Regions from separate parts of the Zea mays genome. Here region 2 is linked to region 1. A link is a contact called in public Hi-C data. All regions are on one chromosome and are shown on one strand. Each heading gives the region's core, a stretch centred on a gene start, on an enhancer-like site or on the middle of the called end of the contact. The rest is flanking DNA. Distances are from core to core; before and after follow the strand shown. Region 1 has its middle 11 kb from the start of LOC103654394. Region 2 holds the start of LOC103654397 (probable BOI-related E3 ubiquitin-protein ligase 3).

Region 1 (6,777 bases), core at 1,835-4,334:
ATTTATCTCTTGTATTCGAACATTTGGCAATTAAGAAATAGAAGATTACTTCTCCAATATCCCTTCTTCCTAGTCTCACCTTTCACGGCTTCGGGGAAATAATCACTTGCTATTACTGACTGACATGTCCACTCCTCATATGTGAGATATTGAGGTTGATATATATATTGTTCGTTTCTATGTAATTGTTGTGCACTAACATTTATCAAATAATTTGTACACCGTCGCAACGCACGGGCACTCACCTAGTAGTTTATTATAGCAACAGTATTTTCAACCTCCTGCAATAGGATACAGTGCGAAAGTGTATTTATAGGTAAGCAGAAGGACGGTTTCACCCTGCCAAATACAATTATGCCTCCGGTTATCTACGTTATCTCTATAATATTCTCCTCTCAAGAGTTAATTACATGTCATTTACAGCATGATTAGGTACGACAGAACGGATGGACACATCATTAACTCTACCCACACAATGGGTTACACGTGGGACCAGGCGGCCCAGGGTGATTTTACACGAGCCCGCCGTCACTCAACAACGCGCGGGCGACGACAAAAGCCTTCGTGCCTCCAGTATTCGGCAGTCGGTGAGTAGGCCATCGCCGTTTGCCCGTTTCTGGCACCGTCTGGAACCGATATGGCCTTCGCCTTCTTCGTGTGCTCCCTCTGTCTTCGTGCCTTCGCTCCATCAGTCTTCGTCTGCCTTCGCTTCTCCTCCGTCGTGATTTATCCTTGTTACGAACCAGCAGCTCAGCGAGGGGCGGTACGCCTTCGCTCCAACAATTACGTACAGCGCACTAGTACTGATTTACTGATTAGTGCCAACTGCATGCCAACCCGGTAGTAAGTAACGTAGCACCAGCTAGCAGCATCTCGCTGCAGGCTGTGGCTGTGGCTTTGGCTGTGGCTGTGTCGGTGGTGGATGCGTGCAGACTGCAGAGCACTGCAAGCAAGCCACTAGTGTCTGCTGGCAATGCAGCATTGTATCGTAGTAGCACATACGTACTCGTCCGGTGTCCTATTAGTTGTCGTTTTGGATAAGATTCGAGTCAAACTTATAAAATTTTGACTACAAATAACTATTTTGTTATTTAGTTTTGGAACCTAATATTTATATGCACCAATTTATCATAAAAAGTACTTTTATAAAAGTATAAATGTATTAAGAGTTTATTTGTATTTTAACAAAAAACATTGGTCAAAGTTATATTTTGTAGACCGTATCGTTTTCTTAAACGACAGCTAATAGTAAATCAGAGAGGAAGTACACATACACGGCTCCTCCATCCATAGCCCTAGCCCCTAGCCCGCCGGCAGTCCCGATTATTCCTCCCGACTAGCGTACGTGCTCTTTATTTGCGTGCAATAATAATGCACCTTTGCTTGCCTCTTTCTCTGTTACTTTCGGAGAAACTGAAGAAGCTAAGAAAGCATGCACGCACGCCCCACTGATCGATCGAGCTAGCCAGGGATCATCATATGCCTAATTAATTAATGCGCTGCTGTTCTCTGGTCCCTTTTCAATATATTTTAATCAGTGTGGACGGCTAACACGCATTGGTCATACCTACAGCTAGCACTACTACTAGACTACTAGTAGTAGTAGGCTAATTGGACAAATGATGACAGGTGCAAAGTTATCACTACGGTAATAAGGTGTGGTCGATAATAGTAATGCTAGCTATATATGCGTCTGCGACTAGCTATTAGCTATAGCCAGTGAGTGCTACGTGATCATCATTTGGAATAATATATTATTTTGGTTGTGCTAGTGGAATAATAATGGCACGTACGTACCCAGCGGTCATGTTTGTTTAGGCCAACAGCACGTATCCCTCTTCGTTAGTCGTTCATGACGATCATTACGGTTACAAAAAAAAAATAAAATAATGGAGGGCCCACGTACGCATCGTTGACACACAGATAAACATTCAGATTTTCAGGATTGTCGTCGAGCACCTTAGCTAGCTACAATCACGGCGTAAACTTTACAGGAAGTGTACCTGTACAGAGTTGGACGTACGACGTACGTACCGAGCTAGCTAGCAACTGTCCATAGCTAGGTACGTTGTACGTACGTAGGCACTCCGTAGATCGTAACTAAATAAGTTGAAAGTGTGTGCACGCACGGTAGATGGGGCTGCGTACGTTGGCACGGACGCAATCAAGCACACTTACGCCCGTACACAATTAATACGCCTGATTGGTTGGGTCCGTGTGGGCACAAGTACGTCACGGGGAAGAGAGATGAGCTAGCAGACGTAACTTGCATTGGGAAGGGGAGCGGGAACGGTTTTGTATTTAGGGCTCCAGCTCCTGCTTCTTTAGCTTCAGATCCTGATCCTCGTGAGGAGCTGATCCTCTTGATTCTCCTAGAGAATCAGAATCATTTTTAAAACCGTTTGACAAGTAAATTGATTCTTGTCTGCTGAGAGTTGGTGGTCTGTAGCGATTGTCTGTTTTACACTTTGCAGTTCAACTTTGTTACAAACCAATAAGTAGGACACATATACAAAAAAAAATTATGAAACAATAACATATAAAATATTTCCATCATAGTAGTGCATAAAATGGTCTCAAATGTTTAATCCATAAATTGGCTCGTTATGTTTTTGTCCAGTGGCAATTGCGAGTAATTTCGGTCAAATTTTAAGGGGAGGTCCATATTTGGTTGGTTGAGGAGCAATTTTAAGAGAGGGTGGAGCAGGTTTTTTTAGATCCCACCTTTCTTCACAAAAACGACTCCCAATCTTTCGGCTCCACACAAGAATCAGTTTAAAAAAATACCCGTTTGACACGGCTCCTCCAGATCCTCGCTTAGAATTAGGAGCTAGAGCTGTGCTAAACGGGCCCTTATTCTCTCCGCTACACGTAGGCTCCACCAAACGTATAGTGTAGTAACAAGGTGATTTAAATTAATAATAGCTCCGTGGCGTGGTCCAAACTCCAAACACCACCTCTCATACAGTCATACTACGTATCGAATGTCACGTCTTTCTTTCATCATGAGCACAGCGAGGGCCACCGTATTTCACAATTGGGCCTCAAGTGTCAGCCGCGGGATTTCAGCCCGTCATGGTGTCCATCACGACCCACAGACAGGCAGCGATGGCCACTGGACCACCGGGCCGAATCGTCGGCCTCGTGTTTACTCCACCAGTTGGACTTGGACCACCGGAGAAATTAGCCACAAATTTCGCTTTCACGGACCTTTCACATCACCTAACCAGCTCACCTATCGACTCTTTTAGCACGTTGGTACAGGAGGAAAAAGAATGCTACATATCTGCTGCCTCCGTTTAAAAATATATGAAACAGGTGCCTTTTTTTTTAAAAAAAAATAACAACTCCTAACTATTCAAAAATTTAAATTTTAAGTTTAATCTTAATTAATAAAACAGATCGTAACAAAATAAATAATGATTCATGATTTTTTTTAAAAAAATGTAAGACGGATGATTAAAGTTTTAGAAAAAAGTCAACAATATTATATATTTGTGAACCAAACGGTGGAGTACTGTTTATGTCTTTCTTTTTTTAAAAAAAAATTAAGAGTTATACTTTATTTGAGATGACTTTAACATCTAATGCCTATAATTCTAACAATCCAAAAACCTAATGTCTTGTTTTCATGCCGCTGCGGGCAAGCCTGCCGACTTACCTCCTGAGGATGAGGCTAAGTTTAAGGCTGAAGACAACCTCTTTCGAGGAGCAGTAATTAGCGCACTTGATACAAAATTCCAGAAAAGCTATATCATCCTTCCTACAGGGAAAGAGCTGTGGGATACACTTGTTGGAAAGTTTGGAGTAACTGACGCTGGTAGCGAGCTGTATCTCATGGAGCAGCTGTATGACTACAAGATGGTTGAGAACCGATCTGTAGTGGAACAGGCTCATGAGTTTCAGGCACTAGCTAAGGAACACGAACTTTTTTCTTGTCCTTTGCCTGACAAGTTTGTGGCTGGCGGTATAATCACCAAGTTGCCACCTTCTTGGAAGGACTTTGCTACCTCTCTCAAACATAAGAGACAAGAGTGCAATGTGGAAGAGCTCATTGGTACTCTTGATGTTCAGGAAAGGGCTAGAACAAAGGACAGTGGAAAAGGTGTTGAGACCTCTACTGCTAATGTAGTGCAGAAGAGAAACTTCCGCAAGTTTAACAATAAGAAAAAACAGAACAAACAAGAGAACACAAATAAACCTGTTCAAATAGCACAATTTAAAAAGAAGAACAACAACAACAAGGAAAAGGGAGGATGCTTTGTCTGTGGCAGTGATCAACATTGGGCTAGAGAGTGCCCTGATCGCAAGTTCACACAGGACAAGAAATCAGCTAATGTTGTAACCACTGAAACTGAAGATGGAACATCTGGGTATGGTAATTCTTTACCATTTGTTCTTTCAGTTTGTAATTCACCTGAGCGGTGGATGGATAGTGGTGCAAACATTCATGTGTGTGCTGATGCCTCTATGTTCACTTCCTACCAGGTCGGGAGGTCTGGCGCCTTGTTAATGGGAAATGGGTCGCGTGCTCATGTTCTTGGTTGTGGTACGGTCATTATGAAGTTCACTTCGCGAAAGACGGTGCCATTGAAGAGCGTGCAGCATGTGCCCTCTATCAAGAAGAATCTCGTTAATGCTTCTATGCTATGTCGAGATGGATACAAAGTTGTTCTTGAGTCAAATAAATGTGTTGTGTCGAAACATGGTACTTTTGTTGGTAAAGGATATGACTGTGGAGGTTTGTTTCGCTTATCACTGCATGATGTGTGTAATAAACTAGTGAATTCTGTTAATTTTTCTGATGAGTCAGATTTATGGCATTCACGTTTTTGTCATGCAAGCTTTGGCTGTCTTATGCGGTTAGCAAATCTAAATCTAATCCCTAAATTTAACTTGGTCAAAAAGTCTAAGTGCCATGTGTGTGTTGAATCAAAACAACCCCGCAAGCCTCATAAGGCTGCTGAGGCGAGGAGTTTAGCACCTCTAGAACTTGTTTATTCTGATCTGTGCGAGATGAATGGAATTTTGACAAAAGGTGGTAAAAGATACTTTCTCACTTTTATAGATGACTCCACCAGATTTTTCTATGTGTATCTCTTAAAAACAAAAGATGAAGTGTTTCCTTATTTGAAGACCTATAAAGCTGAACTTGAGAACCAACTTGAGAGGAAAATAAAATGGTTAAGGTCCGATCGAGGTGGAGAATATTTCTCTAATATGTTCGATGAGTTCTGCGTGGAACATGGTATTATTCATGAAAGGACACCACCATTCTCACCACAATCCAATGGGATTGCTGAAAGGAAAACCGCACTCTAACATATTTGGTGAATGCCATGTTGAGTACAACGGGATTATCCAAGGCATGGTGGGGTGAGGCGATTTTGATAGCGTGTCATGTCCTGAATAGAGTTCCAACAAAGAACAAAGAGATCACACCATTTGAGGAATGGAAAAAGAGAAGATTAAATCTCTCATATTTGCGCACTTGGGGTTGCTTGGCTAAAGTGAATGTGCCAATCAACAAAAAGCGTAAACTTGGGTCTAAAACTGTTGATTGTATATTCCTTGGGTACTCTTTTCACAGCACTGGGTATAGGTTCTTAATTATAAAATCTGATGTGCCTGATATGTATGTTGATACTATCATGGAATCAAGAGACGCAACATTTTTTTGAGAATGAGTTTCCCATGAAGAATACACCTAGTGATATAAGTCATGAGACTATAATTCCCCATGAGCACGAACTGTCTATTCCTATAGATCATGCTGAGGATCTTCACGTGCACATCCCTGAGGAGAATGACACTATAGTCTCTCGAAAGAGCAAGAGATAGAGGGTTGCAAAATCCTTTGGTAATGACTTTATAGTGTACCTTGTGGAAGACACACCAACTACCATTAGTGAGGCATATTCCTCTCCTGATGCTGACTTATGGAAGGAAGCAGTAAGGAGTGAGATGGAATCTATTATGTCTAATGGTTGATCGTCCTTATGGTTGTCAACCTATAGGCTGCAAATGGATCTTCAAGAAAAAGCTTAGGTCTGATGGTACAATTGAGAGGTACAAGGCAAGGCTTGTGGCCAAAGGATATACCCAAAAAGAGGGTGAAGATTTCTTTGATACCTACTCACCAGTGGCTTGATTGACTACAATTCGCACATCAATAGCCGTGGCAGCCTCTTATGGTCTTATCATTCATCAGATGGATGTTAAGACAACTTTCCTAAATGGAGAGTTGGATGAGGAGATCTACATGGATCAGCCAGAAGGGTTCATTGCAGATGGTCAAGAGAACAAGGTGTGCAGGTTGATAAAATCATTGTATGGCCTAAAAAAAGCACCTAGGCAATGTCATGAAAAGTTTGATAATACTCTTACAGCCGCTGGTTTTGCTGTAAATGAATCTGACATGTGTGTATATTATCAGTATGGTGGGGGTGAGTGTGTTATGCTGTGCCTTTATGTTGATGACATCTTGATCTTTGGATCAAATCTCAATGTGATTGAGGAAGTTAAAAATCTTCTATCGAGCAATTTCGAAATGAAAGATTTGAGAGAAGCTGATGTCATTCTAAACATCAAGCTTGTTAGAGAAGGTGATGGTGGGGTAACTCTGTTACAATCTCACTATGTGGAAAAGGTATTGAGTCGCTTTGGTTTTAGTGACTGTGATCCTGCTCCAACACCTTATGACCCTAGTGTGCTATTGAGAAAGAATCGGAGAATAGCAAGGGATCAATTGACATACTCCCAGATCATTGGCTCGCT
Region 2 (6,777 bases), core at 2,364-4,863, 74 kb before region 1:
TATTTATTTTCTGAAATTGATCTGGAAATATTGGATAGCCAAATAGCTTCACTCCGCTAGCCTCACGTTAATCGTCGCCAAATAGCTTCACTCCGCTGGGTTCGAGTCCATTCTTCTCTCATTGTTGGCTGCCTTTTTTTGGTTTTTTCCCTTCGAAACGCCAAGTCGTGGAGGCAGACAGGTAGCACAGCGAGCTTTGAAACACCAAGTCGTGGAGGCCAACTTTTTTGGATTTTAGCCCTTTTTCGTTTTTTTTTGCACAACTATGCCCTTTACAGTTTCATTTCAAAAAATGGACCCCAACCTCGGCGCCATCATCATTGGCGCCGAGATAACACACATCGACGCCAGTACCATTGGCGCCAACTTTTCCTACGTGGCAGCCGATGTGGCAAGTCCCAGGGGGTCGGCGCCATAGATCTTGGCGCCGACCCCCTTGACGGTGGGGTCCGGTGCTATCCAGGGGGGTCGGCGCCAAGATCTATGGCGCCGACCCCCTGAGACTTGCCACATCGGCTGCCACGTAGGAAAAGTTGGCGCCAATTATGTTGGCGCCACTATGTGTTACCTCGGCGCCAATGATGACGGCGCTGAGGTAAGGGTCCATTTTTTGAAATGAAACTACAAAGGGCATAATTGTGCAAAAGAAACCCCATAAGGGCTAAAATGCAAAAAAGTTGGTCGTGGAGGCATACAGGCAGTACAGCGAGCTTCAGTACACATGTTTTCGTTTCTCTGTTCATGGAAGCAGCTAGACCAAGTTACACATGTTTTCACCCTTCAGTTTTCAGTTCAGTTCATAGAAGACGTGCACCAAGACCAAAAATGAATACACATGCTCAATTTTGAACTGTGCTCCCTTTGAATGATGCACCCCCTTTGAATGATGCACCTTCAGTTTTCAGGAATACACAGGCAGTAAACCGTGCACCAAGTCACGAATCAAGACCAAGTTACACACTTCAGTTTTCTGTTCAAAACTCGCCTCATCTAGAATGGCATCACAAGGAGGTCCATCATACATATACATATTTAACACTTGCAACCATAGTTCATAACAAAGAAAAGGAAGCCAATGAAAATCATGGAAGCATACAAAACTCCAAACATCTTCTTAAGGTCGCTCAAGTTGCTATTCATCTTCTTCAGTTCTGCAGTAAATGTGTCCCAGTTCGCAGTAACATCTTCCCTAATTGTCGCTGCTCATTCGTCCCCAAAATTAGATGCCATCATTTCCCCCATGCCGTCAGTAAACCTAGTCCCTTCGACCATCTTAATGTAATCATCCATTCACATAAAAAAATTGTATTTTTTCATAACCTAAACCACCAAAATAAACATAATTGAGCAGTAATAAAGTAGTAACATAAAAAGGATAGTAACCAGCAAAACAAAGACAGACCTTTCCTAGGCGTGGCTTGCTTTCACACTTAACAAACTCCCTATAAAAGTTGTCATTCTCTGCCCTTTTCGATATGAGCCTCGTTAGTGGCTCTGGCCGTTCGCACTCGGGCAGCGGGTGAGCAACACAGATCTGTACCTGGGCCATCCATGTTCTCCATTGAAGGAGCTTCTCGCACACGACATGCTATTAAACACAAACAAATATATATAATTAAATGCAAGCAATTGTAGTTTAGGAAGCTGCATAGATGGCCTCAGCAAACATGCTGCCCCCTTTGCAATAGACCATCAGAAACAGGCCTTCACCTCTGCCTTCCCTGCCCTTTCGCTCAGTTGTTCTGGACACAGGTGTTGACCTCAAAGTGTGGTCTAGTCTCAACAAGAGGCTAGAACATTTCTGTAGCAATAGCAATACCAATTTTTTTGCAGTGATTGCCACTTAGCCAGGACCCTTCTGAAATCTGCAGTAGATCATCAAAACCCATCTTAAATCTGCAGGAGACTAATTTTCTATAGCAATAGCAATACCATCACAACCAGCTGCAACAAAAATCTACAGTACATCTCCTTAAATATTTTTTTGCTGTTTATAAAACCCGTTTAATATTTCTGAAAATATTTTTTATTAGCGGTTTTATTACGTCGATCGTCAGTAGAAATCGGTGAAAACGGTTTAAAAAACGTCAGTGAAAATAAATTTACAACTGTCACTATAGATCTTCTTTGAAGTAGCATCTGAGTTTGGGTAGTCAGTATCCGTATTTTTTTGAGGGTGGGATATCTAAGGTACGACGTTTTATCGATAATATCCGTATCTAAATATAAAACGGGTGATATCCGTTATCCGATTAAATTTCTAATATTAAAAATAGGATCATAATTGTATTTTTTTTAAATGAGGAAGCGGGCCCTACATTATATATATTTCTTGGCGTCAAAACAGAAGAAACGAAAATCTAGAGCAACAAATACGCTGAGAAAACAGAGCAAGGAAGCATGCCGGTTTACATGACAAGTCGGTCTTCTTTCTGATTTTCCATTAACATCGTGCATAAAAGAAAATCAACGGCATCGAATCTATCAAACTCCTAACTACTCATCTAGGTTACTTGACGAACCCTACGGAGCAAATTGAATCCAATCGACGCGCCATGCTAGGCCCCGCAAACAAACGACTTGGCGCGGTGGGCATCAGCTGGGCGCGATGTGGATGGACGCGTTCTTGGCGCCGGAGCAGACCGGGCAGGCGTCCGTCCGGGGCTCGCACGCCTTGCACAGGCACATGTGCCGGCACGGCAGCAGCAGCACGGACGCCTCGCCCTCGCCGCACGCCCTGCACGCCCACCTGCCGTTCCACAATGGCGAGGGCGTGGCGGCAGCGGTGCCCGTCGCCTCAACGTCCTCAACGTAGCAGCAGGAGCAGCGAGACTGCGCGTCCTCGGGCCCGGGCTCGGACGAGTCGCCCTCGCCCTCGCGGCCGGCGGCGGCGGCCGAGGAGCGGAGGAGGAGCGCGTCGAGCGTGGCGCGCATGCCCGCGGCGACGGCCTCGTTGGCCCGCGCGACGCCGCACCACGCCTGCGCCTCCGCGGCGGCCAGGCGGACCCACTCGTCGAGCTCCGCGGCGCGTCGCCGCGCGGCCTCCAGCCGGGCCTCCGCCTCCCGCGCCCGCCGCGCAAGGACGGACGCGGCCGCGCGCGCCAGCAGCGCCCGGCGCTGCCGCGCCCGCGCCGCCTCCAGCCCCGCGCGCAGCTGCTCGCACTCGGCCCGCACCAGCGCGTCCACCTCGGCGTCGGCGGGCGCCCGGCCGCTCGTCGACGCCGCCGCCGTCGGGTCTGCGGCCAGCGACCCCATCCCCGGGAGAGGCACGTCCACGTTGTAGTGCCGGTGCTCGTCCTCCCTGCGGTGGCGCTTGCGCGACGGCAGGGGCATGGCGGCCGCCCCGCCGCCGCCGACGACGACGTTGCGCGTCAGCTCGCTCTGCGCGGCGGACAGGAGCACGCCGTAGTCCTTGAGCGCCCGCATCTGGTCCTCGACCGCGTAGGGTGGGAGCAGGAGGCCGCCGAATTGCGCTTGTACGGCCATGGTGTCCACCACTGTGAGTGAGGGAGGAGGACGAAGGCTTGGTTGGGTGATGGATGGATGGACTACGGAGCGCGGGTTATATATATCGCCGGGGAGCCGGCCCAGCCACGTGGTCGGACGTCGCCGACTGGTGTAGTGGGCCATGTGGTGGCCTCATGGGTGGCTGGCGGGGCCCGCCGCTGCATGCACGCACGCACGCGTGCAGGTACGGTTACCGCTAATTAATGAGGAGCCGGTTACCAGTAACAGTCCGTACTACGAGAGAGAGAGAGAGAGACTCGGGAGGAGTTAAAATTACCCTAGATTGGCAGGCAGTCGTGCTGCCGTGCTTAAAGTGGCGCGATAATGGCGGGCGGCCCATCGGCCAAGACAAGCGGATCTCGTCCCAAAAGGTTGCCGGGGTGGACCACGCGGCACAAGCGCCGAGTGCGTACGCCACTCGCTCGCTCGTCCTAACAGCCTGTGTTGAATAAGGTAAGCTGGATTAGTTAACGATGACGACGAGGACGAGGAGATGCTCTGGCAGCAGCGGAGCACTAAACAAGCGCGCGCGAGCCCTGAGATCCGGCGATCTCCACCGGCGTCCCTTTCCGGAGCCCTGTCGTCATATGTGCGGATGAAACGGAACCGCCGGCCCAACACGATCGACAAAAAATGAAAGCAGGTGGGTGGGTGGCCATGGCTCATGTGGCAGGGCATGTGATGCAGGGCAAAGCGCCGGTGGCCCGGGCCGGCTGGGTGTGGCCCGCGTTTTTTGTTTCGTCCTCTAGTCCGTCCGCTGCATCCGTCCGACTCGACTCCACTCTCCCCCGTACGGCCGCGCACATGTCACCACGCTATCACTCCCTCGACGGAACACGACGATCCATTTGATCCGGACCGGGCTGTGCTCTCTCTCTATGTGTGTGTGTTTTTTTTCATATATATTTTTTTATTATGATGATGATGAAGGCGATCTTGACGAGGGGGCAAGGTAAAAGTGATGGTTAGGTTTTGAGGAGGCAAACCGCGCGAGGGCCCCAATCCGCGAGGCGCAAACAGCCAAAAGTCCAGGTCAGTCCACAGACCACCGAAAAGGCCGGCCGGCATGGCATGCGGCGCTAGCAGCCAAGAGGACGCCCCACGTCGGAGCACGCTAGCTGGTGTAGAAAAACGTGCCACAGTGACCACCAATGGCACAGACTGTTTGGATCCACATGACTAAGGCTGTGTTTGGTTTGCCCCTGCTAAAATTTAGCTCCTATCACATCGAATGTTTGAACCTCCGTTCGGGGTATTAAATGTAGTCGGATTATAAAACTAATTTCTCAGCCGAAGATTGAAAAGTGAGACGAATCTAGTACAGTTGGTTGGGTCTATATTTCATACTCCTATTTGAAAGTCAAACGCTTGATGTGACTCGGGCTAAACTTTAGTCCACAGAACCAAACACCCCCTAAAACAACAAAGTGACTAAAACCAGCTAAAGTCGCTACTTTTACTGCTCTCCACGGGGCTCCCCTATCGGCCGTCGTGTAACAGCGAAAACGAGTTTAGAAAAATGACGGTAGGAGTTGCATTCCATGTATCATTACACTTGTGTACAAGTGAACGGGTATATTCCAAGGGATATGTACATTAGAGAAAAACTGCCGTACTCTTTGGATTGGCCACATATGTAATATTTTGTAACACTCCCCATTAATCAATCGAACTTCATTTGATCATTTGTCAGCTGTTCTCTTCCAAGATATTATCTCCTTAAAAACCTTGTGAAAAAAAATAAGGAGTACACACTGCTTTTGAATCATGGATAAAACTCACACTGATCTCCAAAAGAAAAATATGCATGTAATCATTATTCCTAAACCCTCCCCATGGGGAAAAAATAAATGATGAAATATATAGCTTAGTTGATATTACCTCGTTAAAAACTTTGGATAAGAAAACCTCAGTGTCGGGGACCATAATTAGGGGTACCCTCAAGACTCCTAATTTTCAGCTGGTAACCCTCATCAGCATAAAGCTGCAAAGGCCTGATGGGTGCGACTAAGTCAGGGATCAGTCCATTCAAGCGACTCGATCACGCCTCGCCCGAGCCCAGCCTCGGACCAGGGCAGCCGACCCCGGAGGATTTCCGTCTCGCCCGAGGCCCCCCTCCAACGGCGAACATATTTCCGGCTCGCCCGAGGCCCTGCCTTCGCTAAGAAGCAACCCTGACCAAATCGCCGCACCAACCGACCAAATCGCAGGAGCATTTAATGCAAAGGTGGCCTGACACCTTTATCCTGACGCGCGCCCCCAGCCGGCAGAGCCGAAGTGACCGTCGTCACTTCGTCGCTCCACTGACCGGCCTGACAGAAGGACAGCGCCGCCTGCGCCACTCCGACTGCGGTGCCACTTGACAGAGTGAGACTGACAGACAGTCAGGCCCTGCCGAAGGCACCATAGGAAGCTCCGCTTCGCCCGACCCAGGGCTCGGACTCGGGCTCAGCCCCGGAAGACGGCGAACTCCGCTCCGCCCGACCCAGGGCTCGGACTCGGGCTAAGTCTCGGAAGACGGCGAACTCCGCTCCGCCCGACCCAGGGCTCGGACTCGGGCTAAGTCCCGGAAAACGACGAACTCCGCTCCGCCCGACCCAGGGCTCGGACTCGGGCTAAGTCCCGGAAGACGGCGAACTCCGCTCCGCCCGACCCAGGGCTCGGACTCGGGCTCAGCCCAGAAGACGACGAACTCCGCTTCGCCCGACCCCAGGGCTCGGACTCCGCCCTGGCCTCAGCCGACGGCCTCTGCCTCGCCCGACCCAGGGGCTCGAACTCGACCTCGGCCACGGAAGACAGACTCGACCTCGGCTTCGGAGGAGCTTCCACATCACCCAACCTAGGGCGCAGGCCAGCCACGTCAACAGGAGGCGCCATCATCACCCTACCCCGAGCTGACTCGGGCCGCAGGGAACAAGACCGGCGTCCCATCTGGCTAGCTCCGCCAGATAGGCAATGATGGCGCCCCGCGTACTCTGTGACGACGGCGGCTCTCAGCCCCCTTACGGAAGCAAGAGGACGTCAGCAAGGACTCAACCGCTCCGACAGCTGTCCTTCCGCCAGGCTCCATCGCTCCTCCGACGGCCACGACATCACACCAGCTGGGTGCCAAAATCTCTCCGGCTGCCACAACGGCATGTACTTAGGGCGCTAGCTCTCCTCCGCTAGACACGTAGCACTCTGCTACACCCCCCATTGTACACCTGGATCCTCTCCTTACGCCTATAAAAGGAAGGACCAGGGCCCTCTTAGAGAAGGTTGGCCGCGCGG

Evidence for each region. A called contact is a pair of places that touch in the nucleus more often than the background predicts.
Region 2: a Hi-C map of tassel shows a contact between it and region 1, with 2.6 times the contacts expected there. The contact joins the promoter of LOC103654397 here to the enhancer-like site in region 1. A contact is called at or near these places in 3 of 25 Hi-C or Micro-C datasets (endosperm, leaf and tassel).

Annotation. Positions count from the first base shown.
Region 1 is chr4:197,403,713-197,410,489 of Zm-B73-REFERENCE-NAM-5.0, reverse strand. No RefSeq gene overlaps it. Among protein-coding and RNA genes, the nearest start is that of LOC103654394, 11 kb to the left of the region's middle. Within about 2 kb of position 3,084, at least 19 of the 20 cell types and tissues checked have an H3K27ac peak or open chromatin away from gene starts, as enhancers often do. A contact at or near this core is called in endosperm, leaf and tassel, where this site is marked.
Region 2 is chr4:197,478,560-197,485,336 of Zm-B73-REFERENCE-NAM-5.0, reverse strand. LOC103654397 (probable BOI-related E3 ubiquitin-protein ligase 3) reads right to left here and starts at 3,613. Exons shown (of 1, transcript XM_008681237.3): 1 at 2,290-3,613. The coding sequence starts at 3,486. The coding sequence ends at 2,596.